Regions from separate parts of the Zea mays genome. Here all the other regions are linked to region 1. A link is a contact called in public Hi-C data. All regions are on one chromosome and are shown on one strand. The core of a region is the stretch at or near the end of the contact, and the rest is flanking DNA. Distances in the headings are between cores, read along the strand shown. Region 1 holds the start of LOC100277077 (Protein RETICULATA chloroplastic). Region 2 holds the start of LOC100273051. Region 3 holds the start of LOC103646196.

The links. Hi-C and Micro-C count contacts between places; a contact is called where the count stands out from the background.
Region 2: a Hi-C map of tassel shows a contact between it and region 1, with 2.6 times the contacts expected there. The contact joins the promoter of LOC100273051 here to the promoter of LOC100277077 in region 1. A contact is called at or near these places in 2 of 25 Hi-C or Micro-C datasets (ear and tassel).
Region 3: a contact with region 1 is called in a Hi-C map of tassel, with 1.7 times the contacts expected there. The contact joins the promoter of LOC103646196 here to the promoter of LOC100277077 in region 1. A contact is called at or near these places in 3 of 25 Hi-C or Micro-C datasets (ear, leaf and tassel).

Annotation. Positions count from the first base shown.
Region 1 is chr2:28,880,756-28,883,455 of Zm-B73-REFERENCE-NAM-5.0, reverse strand. It overlaps LOC100277077 (Protein RETICULATA chloroplastic), which reads left to right and starts at 1,270. Exons shown (of 7, transcript NM_001150743.1): 1 at 1,270-1,775; 2 at 1,854-1,952; 3 at 2,042-2,262; 4 at 2,463-2,532; 5 at 2,657-2,700. The coding sequence starts at 1,359.
Region 2 is chr2:29,014,619-29,017,318 of Zm-B73-REFERENCE-NAM-5.0, reverse strand. It overlaps LOC100273051, which reads right to left and starts at 1,319. Exons shown (of 1, transcript NM_001147500.1): 1 at 1-1,319. The coding sequence starts at 1,316.
Region 3 is chr2:29,058,886-29,061,585 of Zm-B73-REFERENCE-NAM-5.0, reverse strand. It overlaps LOC103646196, which reads left to right and starts at 1,271. Exons shown (of 7, transcript XR_004856163.1): 1 at 1,271-1,895; 2 at 2,327-2,402.

The sequences.
Region 1 (2,700 bases), core at 21-2,520:
CATATGTATAATTTATATTCAATATTAAAAATAATTGACCATGATGTTCTACTGGTTAAATGACTTCACTTAGTGTCTTCCGTCGTTCTTTTATCAGGGTTTATGTTCAAATCTCACCTCCGTGCACTATTTTTTAAAATATTTCATGCTAATTTCACCACCCGACTGGATATGAAAAGTTTATAGGATATCTATTTGCTGCTCGTGCTCCGTTGCAATTTTTTTCTCTGTAAGACCATTTATGAGTTGCCGCAAAGCCCATAAAATAAGTGGTTCTTTGCGGAGCTGTCGTAAAGCCCATAAAATAACACTGATTCTTTGCGGACCTGCCGTAAAGCCCAGAATCGCCGACGACGCTTCGCAGACAGCGGCCGGAGCGGCCCGCTTGCAATGCTAAAGGTAATTAGGCCCTATTTGGAATCTTAGTATTTTTACAGTTTTGAAGGAATACTTTAGTATTAGATGATACTATGGTATATAAAGCCAAAATATGTATGTTTGTACCGGTTAAAACGCAGTTTTGAATATCATGGTCTATCTAAAACTGTAGTATTTTTACAGTTTTGAAAACTCCACTTAAACTTCAGTTTTCAAAGGCTTAGGGGATGTTTGGGAGTGAAGTTTTTTCATAGTTTTAGAAGAATACTGTAGTATTCTCAAATACTGCAGTATTATATACAAAATGGTGTTTGGCAAGCCGGCTAAAATCTTTGTTTTCAAAACTGAAGTATTGCAAATACTATGATTGTTTTAAGGTATTCTAAACTTAGGTCTGGACCTCAGTTTTCAAAACTGCGGTATTGTCATGACTAAAGTATAATGCAGTATTTCAAAAACTGTGGTTTTCAAAAACTTTGTTCCCAAACAGGGCCTTAGTAGCCATAGCGCTGCCTGTGATGCATACGATTGTACGTGAGAGAGCACATGGCCAAACAGTTCTTAGTATTTTTGAAAACTATGGTTTTAATGTGGTTTTTGAAAACTACAGTATTTTTGCTATGAACAAATGTAAACCATAGTATTTCAAAACTGTAGTATCTAAAAAATTTGTTGCCAAACTGGCCCTTACTGGGTGTTTGGTTTGAGAAATGAACTAGTCCATCGTCTTCTTATCCTCACTATTTTTGTTTGGTTTGTGAAATAAAATGAGTTTATCAATTACCATCTCATTCATCATAAATAGTGAGTACTAATATAAAGAATGGAGTCATCCCACCAAATATAAGAAATAAACCTATAATATACACCTTAATTTAGATGGTATGATTCCTTAAACCAACACTCCATACGTTACACAGCTCATGTGACACGAGGCCAAGAAAACCAGTCAAACTTCCGCGCACTGCCGTCTGTCCACTATGGCCTTCGCCGCCTCCCCTTCCCTCTCCGCACTCGCTTCCTCCTCGTCGTCAACCGCCGCCGCCCCCACGCCTTCTTCCAACCCTTTGCACGAGCCGAGGCCTCTCCACCTCTCGCTCAAGCCCGTCTTACCCCTCCCCAAACCGCATGCGCTCTCCTGCTCCGCGCCGCACATCCCCCGCGCCGCCGCTGGGGACGGATCGGGCGTCGGGAATGGAGGCAAGGATGGAGGCGGCGGCGGGGGTGGCGAGGATGAAGACGACTGTGACGATGCGGACTTCGGTCCGCTGCTCGGCTTCAACGAGGTGCTGCACCTCGCCGCGGCGCGCGGCGTTGCGCTCCCGGGCGACATGCTGGAGGCGGCCAAGGACGCCGGCATCCGGGAAGTCCTCTTGCTCCGCTACTTCGATCTGCAGGTCCTCGAATTTCAGGGAATTTGTATGGAAGATTCAAACGTGGCCGTTTTTTCTCATTCCTTTGATATTGATCTGCAGGCCGCGCCGTGGCCACTAGGCGTGTTGATCCGCGCCTTCTCGATGCTCCGCAACCGGATGCTCGCCGACCCGTCGTTCCTCTTCAAAGTTAGCACCGAGGTGGATGCGATTGGTCAGTTATTATTTTCAAGTGGTCAGAAGGTAGCAGTTCGGCTGTTGCTAACAATTGCGTTCTGGGCTCAATGCAGATTGTGATCGACTCTTGCTGCGCGACATTTGCAGAGGTGCAGAAGAGGGGAAAGGATTTTTGGGCAGAGTTTGAACTGTACGCTGCTGATCTTCTTGTCGGTGTAGCAGTTGATATTGCACTTGTGGGGCTGCTGGCTCCATATGTGAGAATTGGGAAGCCATCTGCTTCAACGGGTCTCTTTGGAAGATTCAGCAGGATGGCTGGATCTTTGCCAAGCAGGTGAAATTTCGTTTCCAGTTGTTGTCTGTGGAGCTTTTTACTGCACCATGAATAAGAATTGAACTTAACCTGTATACCACTCCCATGTCCGTTTCGCCATCTATGAAATTGAAAGAGAATGGAGATTTTGCTAAACTAGCTATGGAGCTTTGACTTAAAAAATCTAATTCTGTATGGCACTAAGATTTTTAAAACTGCAGTGTTTTTGAAGCTGAAAGACCAGGCTGCAGATTTACAGCCCAGCAAAGAATCGGAACATACTTTTACAAGGTAATGAACCTTACGTGGCAAAGATACTCTCAACTTTGAGCCATGTATGATTGTTAGTTCAAACTACAGGAGCATTGCCATGTTGTGTGTACAAATTATACTGGCATAACTGTTTGAACTGCAGGGTGTCTTGTATGGTTCAGTTGGATTTGTCTGTGGCATAATTGG
Region 2 (2,700 bases), core at 70-2,569, 130 kb before region 1:
TCCCCTTGGCTGCCACCGGCGGCGTCAGTAGTAGCATTCAAAACATTTTCTGTTGGCTTCGTCACACCGACGGACACCCCAACGCCAAGCACGTGCACGATGAGCTGCTCGTTGATAAATTGCTCTGCGAAAAAGGGCCAGGTTGCCATGGGCACACCGGCTGCAACAGCCTCCATGATGGAGCCCCATCCACAGTGCGTCACGAAGCCGCCAATGGCCGGATGGGCCAGGATGGCCACCTGGGGCGCCCACCCGCGCACCACCAGACACTTGCTGCCTGCGACGCCGTCTGCGTCGGTATTCTCTCTTAGCCAATCCTTGACGTCGTCGGGCAGGGAGTCGGCGCCCTTGACGAGCCAGAGCACAGGTGAGCGGCATGCGACAAGCGCCATGCCGAGCTGCATGAGCTGAGCGGGTGGCATGCGCCCGAAACTGCCGAAGCTCACGTACACCACGGACTTGGGCGCCTTGGCGTCCAGCCACGCCATGCATCGCCTCGCATCATCGTTCGACACGAGCCGAGGATCCAGGCTTGGCGCGCAGCACAGCGAGACGGGCCCAACGGCGATCACCTTTTTGCCCGTCGCCTCCGCGAGTAGCGCCGTCGAGCCGCTCTCCAGCTCCTCGAAGGTGTGCACCACGAAGCCGTCCGCGGCCACGTCGAAATCCCGGATCCCCTGCAGCGCCTTCCCGGCGACGGAAGTGGTCGGCATGAAATGCGGCGGGAGCTGCCTACGCGACAGCCTGAGCCGGAAAGGCGGCGGCAGCGCTGGGACGTCGAACAGCTCGTCGTCAGCCAACGCGGCAGCCTCCTGCGGCCTGTGCCTGTACAGGTGCTCGATGCAGAGCAGAGCGAAGGCGCCGAAACCGTGGAAGACGTAGCAGGGAACTTCAAGCTGGCGCGCCAGGCCCAGCGTCCACGTCTGGCACGCCCCGGAGACGACGCAGCTCGGACGGCGCAGCGCTTCGCCGAGGCAGTGCCGCGACACTGCCTCACCGAAGCCTTTGTTGGCCACGAAGAAGCGAGGCACCTCGGCCTGGGACCGGAGCAGGTCCATCCTCTCGCAGCCCTCGGGCAGGCCGGCGTCCGCGGCCGGGAACGGGACTGCGGTAACCGTGATCGTAGTCGTGGCACCGTGTGACTGTGCGCGGTCGACACGGCTCTGTGCTATCGCTGCATTGACGGGCGTAGTGATGATGGTGACCTCGGCTCCGTGGGCCGCGAGGAGGCAGCCGAGGTCTGCCATGGGGATCACGTGGCTGATGGTTCCTGTGAATGGGATGAGCGCGAAGTGAGGCTTGGCGGCTCTGTCCATTTCTCGCTCGCACAGGCTGATAGTATAGTGGCAGGCAGGTAGAGTTAAGACGGGTCTGTGGATGGCCGATCGGCCTAGTAGTTACGTATCAGGCTTTGTTGATGAGCTTTTGTGGCAAGCTGCTGAGCTCTTGCCCCTATATATGCAGGTGCAGTGACCGTGCACTGCGTATGCCTACACGTCTACACGACATTTGTTGCAGTCTGATGCAGACTGGTCCATGAGACAATGGTACCATGACTGTCACTGCTGCACACCAATGGGAGTCGGGAGATGACGATGAAGCAGAATTTGTCTACCACGAGAAGATCAGTACGTGTGGAATATTAACTTCTCTTTTCTGTAAGTCCAAATTGTCCTCATGACGTAAGGTCTTGCATCGCTTAGACTGTAGAACGTCATCAGTGACGTCGCAGAGCTTTCTTGGCTGGGATAACAATGTTCGGCGGCTGGTTAGACGGGCGCTAACGCTTACCAGTAGTTCAATGTACTTTAAATTGTCAGTTGTTCGTGCATCACTAAGATTTCTATATATCATATACAGTTTCTTTATATAACACAAACCAACATGATCTGTAGTTTAGATGCGTGCTCTATTACTAGTGATCACGGTTTAAACCTCAACAAGTGATATTTTTTATATATTTCATTGGTGGACGAGCGAAAGACACACGAATAAACTCGTGTTTTATGGTAATGATAATGATAGAGATTTTAGTGAAAAGACTTATCCAACAGTTTTCTAACTAGATTTTTAGAACTTCTCATTCACCTTTCTTTTCTCCCTCATAAAAAGTATACAACAGAGCTAATAAAAGTCGTCGAAGGGTGGAGAGATTCATATAAGGATTTGTTTGGTGACTAGAGAATTGGGAAGATTGTGGGGGAGGAAATCCTTTGCTATTCAAAATATTGAATAGTAAGAGATTTCCTCCCCGTCAATTACCTTCAATTCTATGATCATCAAACCAGCTCTAATAGTTTTTACTAAAATGACACCGTAAAAATTTAAACAATGCACGGTATGTTTAATTGTGGCTATAAAATAGCACATCTTTCTATTATTTTAGATGTCTGGATTTTAACATAATTCCATGCAACACTCTTATACCACCAACAATACAAGTAAATTGTTACTTTTTAATTTGTTATTTGTCTTTATATCAATAGATATAAAAAATTTGTCCTTGCATGACAATAGAAACAATTGTAAATTGAATTATCTTTATGCCAACATAAATTACATTTTGTCAGGATTATGGTTTTTCTAACATATTTTTTGTTCTCGGAACAGAAAAAATATACCGTGGCTATCGAAATTGCAATGAACTAAACCTACAAATTAAATATACAACGTATACGATAACCTTCGTCTGAATGAAAA
Region 3 (2,700 bases), core at 22-2,521, 180 kb before region 1:
CTGATTAGTGGCCTCCTAAAATTAGTTGTTTGCCGAGATGGGCAAATAATTCATCCTCTCGTGTTGTTCCGTTTCGATCATTGAAATGTCTATCGTTTCTCTGCCTAGGTTCTTTTTGTATTTGATCTATTATCATATTCTTGTCTTCTCATATTATTTATTTTAAGCTCAAGATTTCGCAGTTTATTTTATAAATGATCATACAGTGTTTGCCTTGTTACATTATTTATACTCACAAAACGTAAAAATCTAGGGCCATGTGCCGTCACCCCCGTCACACTTGGCACTGGACAGCCCTGGCCGTGAAGATAATAAGTGTGAGATTAATTTTAAGCGGCTCTTTATATCATTCATAATTGTTAGAAATAGATATCTTACGGCAGAGCACTCTCCAACATCTTTTTTAAATTGGCTATCCAAGAATATCGTCATCTATTTCAAAATTCTCGCTAGCCACGGATAGAAAGTTAAAATAATTCTTTAGAGTGTGTATAAGATATATAAATGTCGGAGGATGAAAAAAATTTAAAACTATTTAGAGGGTGAGTTTATAAAAAACTCTAACTACAAAATGATAATGATAGAACCAAAGGTTAAAAACAACAAGTCTTTGGAAGAAATAAAATGGCTATCTGTGTCCGTTCTCATGAGACACGCTAAAAAATCTATAAAATTTTCATAGAGGTAAAAAAGATCTGGCAACCAACCAATTCTATATACATTAATCACCATTTCTCATAATAACATCTAATTTTTAAAAAAAATATCCCCTTGTTAAGAATAACCTAACATAAGCCCATAAACATGTATCTAAATTACCCACCTCACTTAATATAATCATAATCTAAAGTGACGCACAAAATTTACATTTTAATTGCCTAACTATGATTATAATATATAATCTAAGCAACACATTAAGTTTACATCTAAATTGCAAGCTCTTATATTTTTCAAAATTAAATAAAATATACAAATCAACAAAATTTTGTTATGAAAAATGTAAATTACCATAAATTATATTTATGCATGGTTCTAAGTTGCCCACTTCTATCGCTGATGGCCTATAAAAACATGTGTTTTGCATGTTCAACATTCCTAAAAAGTGCCCCTTGAAAGGCTCATATGAATTCATCTGCAATTATATTGATATCCATCACAAAAAATTGTAACTACTTTATATAAATCTATTTCTATAAAATTATGAGGACATTTTACAATTAATAATATAATTATAAACACACTGTTTTTTTAAATACTGCTACACATTACTTCTAGTTAAAAGTTACACGGGAACGCTGCGCGCAGAGCGTTTCACGCGACTCCATCCTTTTAGGCAGCGACGCGTGCGTGCGGTACAGTGGGCCCGTTTGGCTGTTGGTCGGCGTAGGTGTGGGCCCGCAGTGGGACGACAGCACGACGCGCCCGTCTCCTCGCGTGGGTGTGGGCCCGCAGTGGGACGACAGCACGACGCGTCCGTCTCCTCTCAGGTCGTCCCGTCTCCTTGCGTGGGTGTGGGGCAACAGCACGACGCGACGGGCGGCGCGGGCGGCTGGATCTGCGACGGACGGCGCGGGCGCCCGTCTCCTCTCAGCTCGCGACGGAGCCACGACAGCCAGCGACAGCGCGTGACGGCGCGTGGGTTGCGCCCGCCCGGCGCTTCGCGTGGAGCTCGATTGCGACACAGCCCCAGACCGCGATGCAGATCTCGGCTGCGACGCGGCTGCCAACGGCAGCGCGCCGGTGTCCGCGCGCGAGGACGGTCGTCGGCTGTCGGGCGTGCGTGGTGCCGTGATCTGCGACGAACGGCGCGGGCGATCGGGTCTGTGAGACTGCGACGGAGTGACGCCGGCCAAGGACGGCGCGTGGGTTGCGGCCGGCGCTTCGCCGTTAGCCAGGTCAGTGCTCTCCTCTTCTGTGGACCTCGAAGTACGCAGCCGTGCTCCGCGGTGCCTATGCCCATAGGGTTAGGTGAGGGTTAGTCACCGGATTCTAAAATCCCACAAATCCGCGCCCTGCCTTGCCTCGATGCGTGCTCCGCATCCGTCCCGTCGCCACTGCTTTTGCAACAGCGTCGGCTCGCTGTGCTTCTGTCCTTCGCCATAGCGCCCATGTCGCTGCTTTTTATTTTACTACATATATGGAGCACCTTCACTCGTCTCTTCCTCTTTCCCTCCGCCTGGTACTCGGCGCAAGCGCCTTTCTCCTCCTCGACTCCGTCGTCGTGGTCCGTTCCTTTCTTCGGATCCTAATTTCTCTTGTGTCGATTCCTGCTCATCTCTTCGTTGGATCCGTGTGCATTGGCTCATAGTGTCTGTTGTTCTTGTAGGTCTGCTACGTAGCAGAAGGGCAGGCACGCGCAGATCCTCTGGCTGTCCTGTCGGTCTCTTCTGCAGCTGTTCCAGGTGAGCCAGTCCTTCCACCATTCCTCTCTTTGTTATCTTGATTTGGTGTCGTGATTCATTTGGTCCTACACGTTTTAGCCCTACTTTCTATTCTGTTTGCATGCATAGATGGTTGTTTCCCATTTCACTGAGAAGTCTATCTACATTAGAAAAGGCAAATGCCAGATGTCAGCGACAACATAAAAAGAATACTAACATTGGAAAGTGGTTTCCAAGGTTGAGCTGTTCTTTTAAATTTTGGACAAATGAAATGCTGCAAAATAGGTAGTGTTCAAAACGTGACCTCATTACACAAACA